2 separate regions of the Triticum aestivum genome follow, and region 2 is linked to region 1. The links are chromatin contacts, called in public Hi-C maps. All regions are on one chromosome and are shown on one strand. Each heading gives the region's core, a stretch centred on a gene start, on an enhancer-like site or on the middle of the called end of the contact. The rest is flanking DNA. Distances are from core to core; before and after follow the strand shown.

Evidence for each region. Hi-C and Micro-C count contacts between places; a contact is called where the count stands out from the background.
Region 2: a contact with region 1 is called in a Hi-C map of leaf, with 3 times the contacts expected there. The contact joins the promoter of LOC123122115 here to the promoter of LOC123122114 in region 1. A contact is called at or near these places in 2 of 5 Hi-C or Micro-C datasets (both in leaf).

The regions. Positions count from the first base shown.
Region 1 is chr5D:399,800,186-399,805,168 of IWGSC CS RefSeq v2.1, reverse strand. It overlaps LOC123122114 (cysteine-rich and transmembrane domain-containing protein WIH2), which reads right to left and starts at 3,053. Exons shown (of 3, transcript XM_044542258.1): 1 at 2,856-3,053; 2 at 2,405-2,693; 3 at 644-955. The coding sequence starts at 2,901. The coding sequence ends at 898. TRNAN-GUU (transfer RNA asparagine (anticodon GUU)) reads left to right here and starts at 3,107; the gene lies at 3,107-3,180.
Region 2 is chr5D:400,102,361-400,107,343 of IWGSC CS RefSeq v2.1, reverse strand. LOC123122115 (cilia- and flagella-associated protein 20) reads right to left here and starts at 3,010. Exons shown (of 6, transcript XM_044542259.1): 1 at 2,667-3,010; 2 at 2,332-2,414; 3 at 2,196-2,227; 4 at 1,375-1,616; 5 at 237-473; 6 at 1-152. The coding sequence starts at 2,384. The coding sequence ends at 144.

The DNA of each region.
Region 1 (4,983 bases), core at 1,804-4,303:
ACTGCCTAAAAATTGCTAAGTCATTGTGCAGAGCCTAAGAGCTAGACGCTGCACCGTATAGTGTGGCGCCTAGCTCTCAGGCGCTGCACTAGTGGTTGCACTACAAAATGAAGCAACCACTAGTGCAACGCCTAGAAGCTAGGCGCTACACTGTATAGTGTGGCGCCTAGCTCTCAGGCGCTGCACACTGACTTAGTAATTTTCGGATCACACGGGTGCGACGCTGGCAGGCGTATAGCGCCTATCTGTGAGGCGTTGCACAGTGTAGTGTGGCGCCTTCGTGTCGGGCGTCACACAAAAAGGTCAGCCGTGTGAAATAGTTTTACGGGCAGTTCATTCTGTGATTTGATTTCGTCCATAGATCAAATTTGTCAATTTTGCCTCATAGGAGTGGGTATCATGGTATAAAAAGAACCCGTGGTCTTCAGGTAAAAACACTAGAGCCCTGGCACAGAGTAGTCAGTTGTGGCAGCAGCTACTTGTTTGATTTTAGGATTCCAACCCTACTTTTGAATATGTCACGGGAGAGTTCTAATTCGCCAATATTTCTATACCAGTTATTTAGAACACTCATATTTTTCGATCAATTAACAGCATGACCTATCAGTTACTGTGCCAAAGTACAAACTTTCAGATCTGCATCTACGAGCATTTCAGCACCAAGTTTCCACAATCAACCAATAAAATACAGTCAAGTCTGGATCATGTACACTTTGCACAACACCGTTCATCCATGGCCCAAGCAGTTCAGCAAACAATGTAAACACAGTTTATTTGACACAGGTAACAGACTAAGTTCATATAGCTACACATAATAACAAGCCAGAAGATTCACTGGATACTGCGGCATGCCCAATGTCGAACATGCAAGACACGAGTAGCTTCCAAGCACGCACATTACCAGAAACAGCAGCAGCACTCCTCCAGACAGCAGCAGCAGCATAGAGCGGCCAACCTGCAAAAGGAAACGCAAGGTTAATGCGATGAAAACAGGAAAATAGAATGGAAATACCGGGGGTCTTGTGCAATAAAATGCTTCAGCCATTGAGTTAAGCATCTATACACATCTTTGTCAAACAAGAAATCTGTACCAAGACATTATCCTGTGTAGTATGAATTGACACTCCGGTATGGTGTAAGTCTAAAACCCCGAAAATACATTGATTAAGGCATGTAGACTTTCAGCTACGGATTACATTACATAAAAAAGGACAGACCCAGTGCATAGAAGCTCCCAAAGGGAAGGGTTATAGGAACCTAGTCTTACCCCTGCAAAGTGCAATGCAGAGAGGCTGGTTTGAACCCAGGACTTCTTGGTACAAGTGGGGAGGATTTCACCACTGCGCCAAGCCCGCCCTCAGTGATTACCTTACATCTACTTAATAATTTAAAGACTGATTAAATGTATAGTATTATTTCGCATGAAATGAAAACTCTTCGCTAGTCCACAGGTTCAAGGCTTGGTGCCCAAAATGACGTGTGCAGCTATCAGTCATCCAACAGGTGCTTGCATAACACACTGACTGTTTTTTTTTCCTTTTGGGTTCAGCCAACAGGTAGTACATTCAAACAAGTTAATTATACGCACTTCTAAAGGGATGTATTTTGGGTGGACACAAAGCATTGATGAACATGAGCATCTATTGGTTATTCCAGATAGCCGCTGTCTAAGGTCAATGACTATCTGCAACTCTGCATCAGGCAACAGTGTGCACCAGTCTAGCAGACGTATCCTACCTCCATTCTCTTTTAGATGTCGATTTAGAGTGCATAAATGCAGTGTTCCAAAGATGTGCAAACAATATGTCAACTAACCATGATAAACAATGGATTTAACGATATTGATAAATCAAATATCACATGGTCAACAAAAACTTTATGGGCTCCTGCTACAGCGTGGCATCATCTCGAAGTTGTGTGTTACTAAATGTTTCAATATGGAGGCAAATGCACACCAGCATATATCTGTGATTCTGTATAATATCGCTTCTACACAATGCTTTGTTTCTTAGGTGCTAGTAGATACAAGACTTCTCATTGTGAAGTTTTTGTTTAGGCAACAACTACTGAATTATCTATTTATTACACAAATTCAGCCAGCACAGGAAAATTAATCTCTGGATGATGTATTCGCGATTCAGACATACTTTAGTTTCGAATATGCAAACGATTTCATAAAGAACCAACCAAGCCCCTCTCAAAAAGACACCAAAGAGCTAGCTCAAGAAAAACTAAGCATGACCCCATGATCTCAATTCTCAACAATGAGTTCCAAGTTCGTCATAGAGAAAAACTACATTACTGGTGCAGTATAAACAAGAATTTAACCACAGCCAGCAACACATCCGAATCACATGCCCAAAACTCATAATACATATTGAGAGAAGGCCTGAATTAACATTACCATCCTTTGAGGAAGCCAAGGCAGCAGTCATCGTCGTTGTGGTGGTGGTGGTGATGATGACCATGGTGGTGGTGGTGGTCCTCGGCGTGGTGGTCATGGTGGTGGTGGCCGTGGTGGTGATGGCCACTGTGCGGCGGCGGGGGCGGGTAGTAGTAGGGCGGTGGCTGCTGTGGCTGGCCCTGGCTGAAGTATCCCTGGTACCCCGGAGGCGGCGGCGGCTGCTGCTGCTGCGGCGGGTAGTACGGGCCCTGCTGCCCGCCGGCCGGCGGCGGGTACACCGGCGAATACCCTGCAGGCCGCGCGGAACAAAAACGCAGATCAGACCATGGCAGGCCCTACCCAGCAACACACGCTCCCCAATCGATCGGGGAAAGTGACGCGTCGGCGCCGATTTGGGGAGGGTTTGGGGGGAGTTCGCGAGAGATGAACGGGGGGCGGGGCGGGGACTTGCCTGGCGGCGGGTAGGACTCCTGCGGAGGGACCTGCTGGTAGCTCATCCTCTCTCGGCGTCGGCGGCGGAGCCGATCCCTTTCTCCTCGTGATCTACGGCGGGCGGGCGGGTCGTTTGGTTGACGCCGGGACGGAGGAAAGACGAGACGAGAAGCAAACCGCACGGGGTTCTCGCCGCGGCCCAGCGACTTCCTTCCGCTTCCCGTGGGCTCTACTGCTATATAAGGTTTACCACTGCAACTAACCAACAAAGCTGGAATAGCTCAGTTGGCTAGAGCGTGTGGCTGTTAACCACAAGGTCGGAGGTTCGAGCCCTCCTTCTAGCGATTTTTATTTTTGATTTAAATTAATTTTTCCCCCTTTTGCCATCACTTCAGATGTCGGTTTAATCAAAACTATTGTTTTTACCATCACATGACATGTCGTTTTTTTTCAAACTAATATTGCCCGTGTCATTTTTCACTTTCCCATGACACAATGTTTCATTTTCATTCAATTCTCCCATTTTGCCATCACATGAGATGTCGTTTTCATCCAAACTATTTTTATTGCCATGATGTGTTGTTTTCGTTCAAAAATATTGCCCGTGTCATTTTTATTAAAAGTACTACTTGGCCTTTTCTGAACCTTGTATGTGGGTCGATGAAGCCTCTATCTTCCTTTTGAATGCTCTTATAAACGATGAACTTTCATTGGGAATGAATAAATGAGCCTGAGGGTTTTCCTTGCAAAAAAAAGTACTGCTTGGCCTTTTATCACATGAGACCAGAATTAAAGCTTAAATCCTTGGTAAAGAAATGATAACCCACTTTAATGACACATATATGACACCAAAACATAGAGTTGAATTCTTGGCTGGTTGGTCATTTCTCATTTTCTACTAAAAAGGTTGGTTCTCGACCAAACGAAAGTATGCACATGAGACTCCCATGGTGAGGGTTTCTCTTCCCCTCTCACGACTGCAGCGTCCAAGGCACTCAACCCCTTCAAGCTTCAGTAGCGAACCCGTGAATACACCTTCACTCTACTTGCCACTCTGGCTAGTAGTTTAGCCACTGAGGCGCTAGTAATTTAGCCACTCAGGCAATTGGCAGAGAAGGGGATCCCGGTGCATCAGCTCTGGCCGGTAGTTTAGGTTAGGGTTCTTTCTCACGAAGGAGCAGTGTTCAGCAGATTGTGGCGATTCATCTTCGAGTTGGTCTTCCGAGCACCAGTCCTCCTCGAGCTCGCCGTCATGACTAAGTCGGCGGAGCTCCGGCATAGATTCATGTTGTCTCCTTTGGACAGTGAGGTTAGGGTTTCTCGCTGTGCGTGACTGATGACGAGATTTAGTGTCAAGTGCTTTAGATCGATTCAAGGGTTTAATGGTGAACGATTGCAGCCCTGGGGTGCTGGTCTTTACGGGCACGTGCACGAATACTTCTTGTGTGACCATCGACAAGGTCAAGCTGACTCTGGTAGGGGAGTAGAGATAGTTGCGCGTCGCCGGCTCTTTCTGACGATGGTAGTGGTCGTTCGTGACCTCTAAAATAAATCTGGGTCCTTTTTCGAAAACAAAATCTGTCGGTTCTGGAATCCTCGTCCTACCAAACAGTGACACTACCTACCCTACTGTATATACTACTCCCTCCGTATCAATTGAACTGCTAAAACGACATATATTATGATGCAGAGGTTGTAAAACAGTTTGATTCCCTTAAATACGTGCGCTTCGTAAGCACCTATGTGCATCTGGAGTGGAGTGTGCTGTCTGGTGCAGGAATGGTCGTCAGTAGTCAGGCCATGGCTTGATGATCGCTCGAACGGCTTCTGCTGTATGCGTGAAGGAAAATAGGAATTTAACCGATCAAACGGCAGAGTGCATGAAACAAAGAAAAAGAACAACAAGAGTGGCTGCAGCCTGCTGCATGCGCGAACAGATTAAGATCTCGACCGATCAAGCTCCATATATAATGAAGCAAAGAATAGAAGGGCAAGAGCGAAATTGATCAGGTGAGTGATTACCTGGTTTGGTGCTCGATCGGTATCTTGTGGGTTTTCATCTGGCAGGTCTCGCTAATGAAACTGGGAGCCATGATTGATCTTCCCATAAAAAAGAAGTAAACAAAGAACAATTACCCAATTGTGAT
Region 2 (4,983 bases), core at 1,761-4,260, 300 kb before region 1:
TAGCGTACATCCAGATACATCCATTAAGCATTCTGATACTTTACGCATAGTTACACGTTGACAGGCGTCGAGGTGACATGCATCGATGTCGCCTGGGCTCCTGGGGAGGTCATGACTCCCAACCATCCATCTTGGTCTGAGCTCTATGATTTCTGAAGTTCATGTAAAAGGAACGATTGTGTGAGCAAGTAGTGGTGTTCTATAACAGAAGGGTGCAGACATTGCGCAGTACTCACCTGAATTGGAAGGTAGAGCTTGAACTCGGCCGGCAGCTCCTCTTCCGAGTAGAGGCGGTCGGAGAAATAGACCCTGCGGAGCCGGCAGTTTGCGTGGACTTGCACTCGCAGTGTCTCGACGTAGTTTGTGCCATAGGCTCTCTTTGTCAGGTCAGTGAGATTCAACTGGATGTTGTTCCAGCCATCATCAAGCTTCAACGGCATCGTGCAGATATATGGCTTCACCCTTGTGACGGACTGCACAAAGAGTGCATGTCACTACAAGTTAGTACACGGTGGTTGCATGAACAAAACGTACACCCGTGACCTATGCATTTCAAATTTAAATAAACTTTGCAAAAAATCAGGCCAGACTGGAAGACATAAATCTACATTGTTAAAGAAACCACATCAAACACCACACTTTCTAGCACGAATCAAGCACATCACAATGCATAATTGTCACAACCGTATCATACACAGAAGTTAAATTAACAAAACCGCATATACACACCACGTTCATGGGCAATCTGTGCCAACCCGCCCAGAAAGGGGCAATTGCAGATTAGCATTAACAGATATATAATGACATGAGGTTTATCTGAGTATGAAGCTGGCGAGTTCATGTTGGGAGCGTAAATTATCTTTTCTTGTTTCCAAGGGCAAAATTCAAATAAACTTCTGCACGGGTTGATGCCATACTGGCATTGCTCAAAGAAATAATCTAGTTTGCAAAGTTAACAGAAATAGTACTACTTCAAGGTATACACTAGAATATTGTAGGTAGCAGTTATTAATACCAATACAGTGAAAGCTCAACCAATGGATTTAACAGTAAAATGCACTTGATAACGCTTAAAGTAACAGATACAAATCAAAAGAACATGAGGAGAGGCACAGTGAAGGAACACTTTCAAATCTAATAGTAGATATATTGTAAGTAGCAGTTATTAATACTAATACAGTGAAAGCTCAACCGATGGATTTAACAGTAAAATGCATTTGATAACGATTAAATTAACAAATACAAATCAAAAGAACATGAAGAAAGGCACAGTGAAGGAACACTTTCGAATCTAATAGATAAGCAATAAGCAGTTAAGCACCGCACAGAGTTTACTTCTACAGAAACGATTATGGAACCATAGCTCTTACAGACTTGAAAATTTGATGCTCGGAATCGTCGGCGGACATTCTTGTCATCCAAAACTTGGACCTCAAATGTGAAGTATTTTTTAAGATTCTTCACAACAAGGGCAAGAAATGGAAGCTTAATTCCAAGAGTGGCAGCAGGGTCAGCTGGGCAGGTGATGTAGGTTGATTGCACATTTGTTCCAACAATTTCAAGTACATTAGACTTGATATCTTCATCCTGAGGTCTTTTAATGTGCCCATCAACAACTGCGAAGCAGACAAGGTATTAAGTAACTGAACCTGACTTTCGTGCAGAACAAGCTAAGTAACAGCCTGAAGCACATGTACACACATACTCAAAAGTGACCCCACTGTCCTGAACTGCCCGATATAAACTATTATTAGGTTATGCATAGCTACTCCCAAATCATTACCATAGTAAAATTAGGCTCAGGTCTCAAATACTCCCTCCGTTCCTAAATACTTGTCTTTCTAGGCATTTCAAATGACTATCACATACGGATGTATGTAGACATATTTTAAAGTGTAGATCCACTCATTTTACTCCGTATGTAGTCACTTGTTGAAATGCCTAGAAAGACAAGTATTTAGGAACGGAGGGAGTAGGTTCTTAGCATGCAGAGAAGCAGAAGTGCAGAACATTCCACCCTAAACACAATACAAGGTATTCATCAAAAGGGTAACAGCTTGCAGAGTTAACTATACCAGACCTGCCTTTGCTATCAGAAGCAGATAATGCTTTATGTGACCAGGGAAGAAGCATCTACAGCAGCATAGGAATAGTAGAAACTGAAATTTAGAGAACCCCAAGCATTACTGACTCACCTTCCTTGTCCCATATCTGCAACGGCTTGGTCCTGATCAAATAACACAGGGGAAAACACAAGACATGAGGTATCCAGACTAAAGGAAAGAAAACATTGTGACAGTGAGACCAATACAAGGCCACCATGCTACATACCCAAGGCTGTAGAGAATCGATAGAAACCCGGACTGGAATGTATTCTTAAACATTCTTTTTCCAAGCTTGTGAGTCCAGCTAAACTGCACAAAATAGCACAACAAATGAGCAAGCCTTTCGTGCCTGTATCATCGGTTACGGGATGAAGATGTATAACAGCTGGTGGATATCATCAGTTTTATAACAGGTTAACACATGATTTTGATTTTGTTGATCACGGGGCACTCGTCAATTTGTTGAATTAACATGGCAGACAGACAGACAGGTTAGTGTCTCACACGCATTGCCTATTTCCAATTGACCAATATAATCAACGATTGGAGACAGAGGTCTACCTGAGCGGAGGCGAGCTGGAGGCCGAGGACGGGCTGGACGGCGCCGAGACGGGGGACCGGGGTGGACGGGTCCGGCGGCGGCGAGACGGGGTGGACGGGTCCGGCAGCGGCGACCTGCTGGCGAAGGAGCTCGGCAGACGTGGCTGGCGGCAACGGTGGGCGGCAGATGACGCGGGTGGGGCGGGTGTGCGGCGGGAACGGAGGCGGAATCGGAGCGGAGGCGGGAGGTGGAAGGCTACGGCGGCGGCGGCCGGGATTGGAGACGACGAGGTGAAACCCTACCCGTTTGGCGCTTGTCGCACGGGAGGAAGAGCCGCGACGCTTCGACACAGGGAGAGAAACCGTGCGAGGAGCTGGTTGGACACTTGGACTGGGAACAGGGCCCACCGCGTCCTGGAACTTTTAGGAAGCGGCCCTTCTGATTCCCACATTCTCACAATTCTCCCCCTCTTCTCAAACATAAACACGAGTGATTTTTTTTTTCTTGAGGGAAAGCCTTCATGGCAGCTTTATTCATTGTGTAGAATAGTCGGGGCATCTCCAACGCTGACCAGCGACCGCATCTGTCCGCAGACAGGGTGACCAGTCCGCGGATACGGATACGAGAGCGGGTGATCCAAAGCTATCCGCATACATTTCAAACCAGGTTTCAATTAACTGGACGAATTTCATCAAACATGACGCAATTCATTAAAGTTCGGATAAAAAATAGCACAAATCATCCATGTGTAGCATGTAAATAAGTCTAGTACAACAATAATTCAAATTCAACGAGATTAATCTGATGTTCAACAAGTCATGTTGTCCCACACATACGGCCTCTTGAACTTCATCCAACGGTGTGTGCGTGAATGGTCCGCCCTCTGCCTTGTGGTACATCACGGCATCGTGTACATACTACACAATAGAGCAACATTGAGTGAATGAATGAGTCAATCAATCAACAAGTTGAGCAAGAAGAAGCAAAACATACGATCTCAATGGTTGCCACGTGCAATGGCCACATTGCCTCCAACCAATAAACCGTGCCACAAAGCTTCGTGACGGAGTTCTAGATGCTGTACCATCGATATACTAACGAGTTCACATTGCATTCATGGATGATGTCCGTGTCGTAGGGCGTAATGTGCTTTCGCACATGAAATGAACCATGTACGTGCTGCCAAACGAGCCACCTTCTGCTCCTGCCTATGAAGTCCGTAGATACGGCCAATCACGCATCGCGCAACAACTCATCCTTTATGGTCGAGTACCCCGACCATCCTTCTTTCTCTAAAAAACGGCATGAAGTTCGAAAATAAGCTCAATGACATTTGACCAAACATCTGACGGGCATGGTGTCCACCATGGATGTCGTCGACAGGGAGGCGGAGGGTACGTGGCTTCGGATGGATCCTGGTTGGACGATGCCGTAGTACAAGGCGAGCAGGCGCGTGGGTGGTGGTTGCGGACGTTTGACAATGCCTGGGTGGCGACCGGAGAGGTTCAGCGGCGGTGTCAGAGGAGGAGGGCGCGGATGCAAAGAAAGGATAGCAGGGACAGAGTGGAAGAGAATGGGACCGGGAGAGGGATTTCAGTGGGCCGGGGTTGCCAGAGTCATATGTGGCGGCGGTCCGGACTCCCGCAAAGCCCCCCGCCCCCCCGGTTTGCTTCCAATTTGCAGGAAAAAGCATGTCTGGACCAGTCGGAGAACCGATAAAGGTCTGTATTGGATGACAAAACACGTCCACACCGCGTGGTCCGGACGGTTGCGAGCAGTTGAGGGTCCGCATTGAAGATGCCCTTACATCATCAACAAATTGCGTAAAAATAAAATTTGAAGGGTCTTGGTGACAAACTGTAGCATCTCCCACACTATCGGGCTAAAATATGTGCAACCTTGTTTGCTTTCCTGGCAGACCTGGTAGCCGGTGTAAGTGCATCTAGTGCCACTCCTAGTTGGTTTTGGAGTATTGACGACAAACTTGGTTGAGGGACTAATGTGTTTGTGAGAATTGCAGGATAACACAGGTAGTAGTCCCTCATTGATTCGGTTTACCTACCAGAGATGACCCCTAAAAATGTGTGAAGACATTGAAGACAATGGTGGTCTGTGAAGATATTCACAACGAAGATTATGACTCGAGAAGACATTCACGTGAAGACTATGGAGTGCGAAGACATAGTTGTTTCGTAGTTCCTTTTCTTCTTTGTTGAGTCATAGGAACCACCACACTGTTAAGTGGGATCCAAGTGAACAAAGTCAGAGTGGCTAAAGTGATGCTCAACCAAATCCTATGTCTTCGAGCGAAGACAATGAGAGCAAATCTTATCCAGA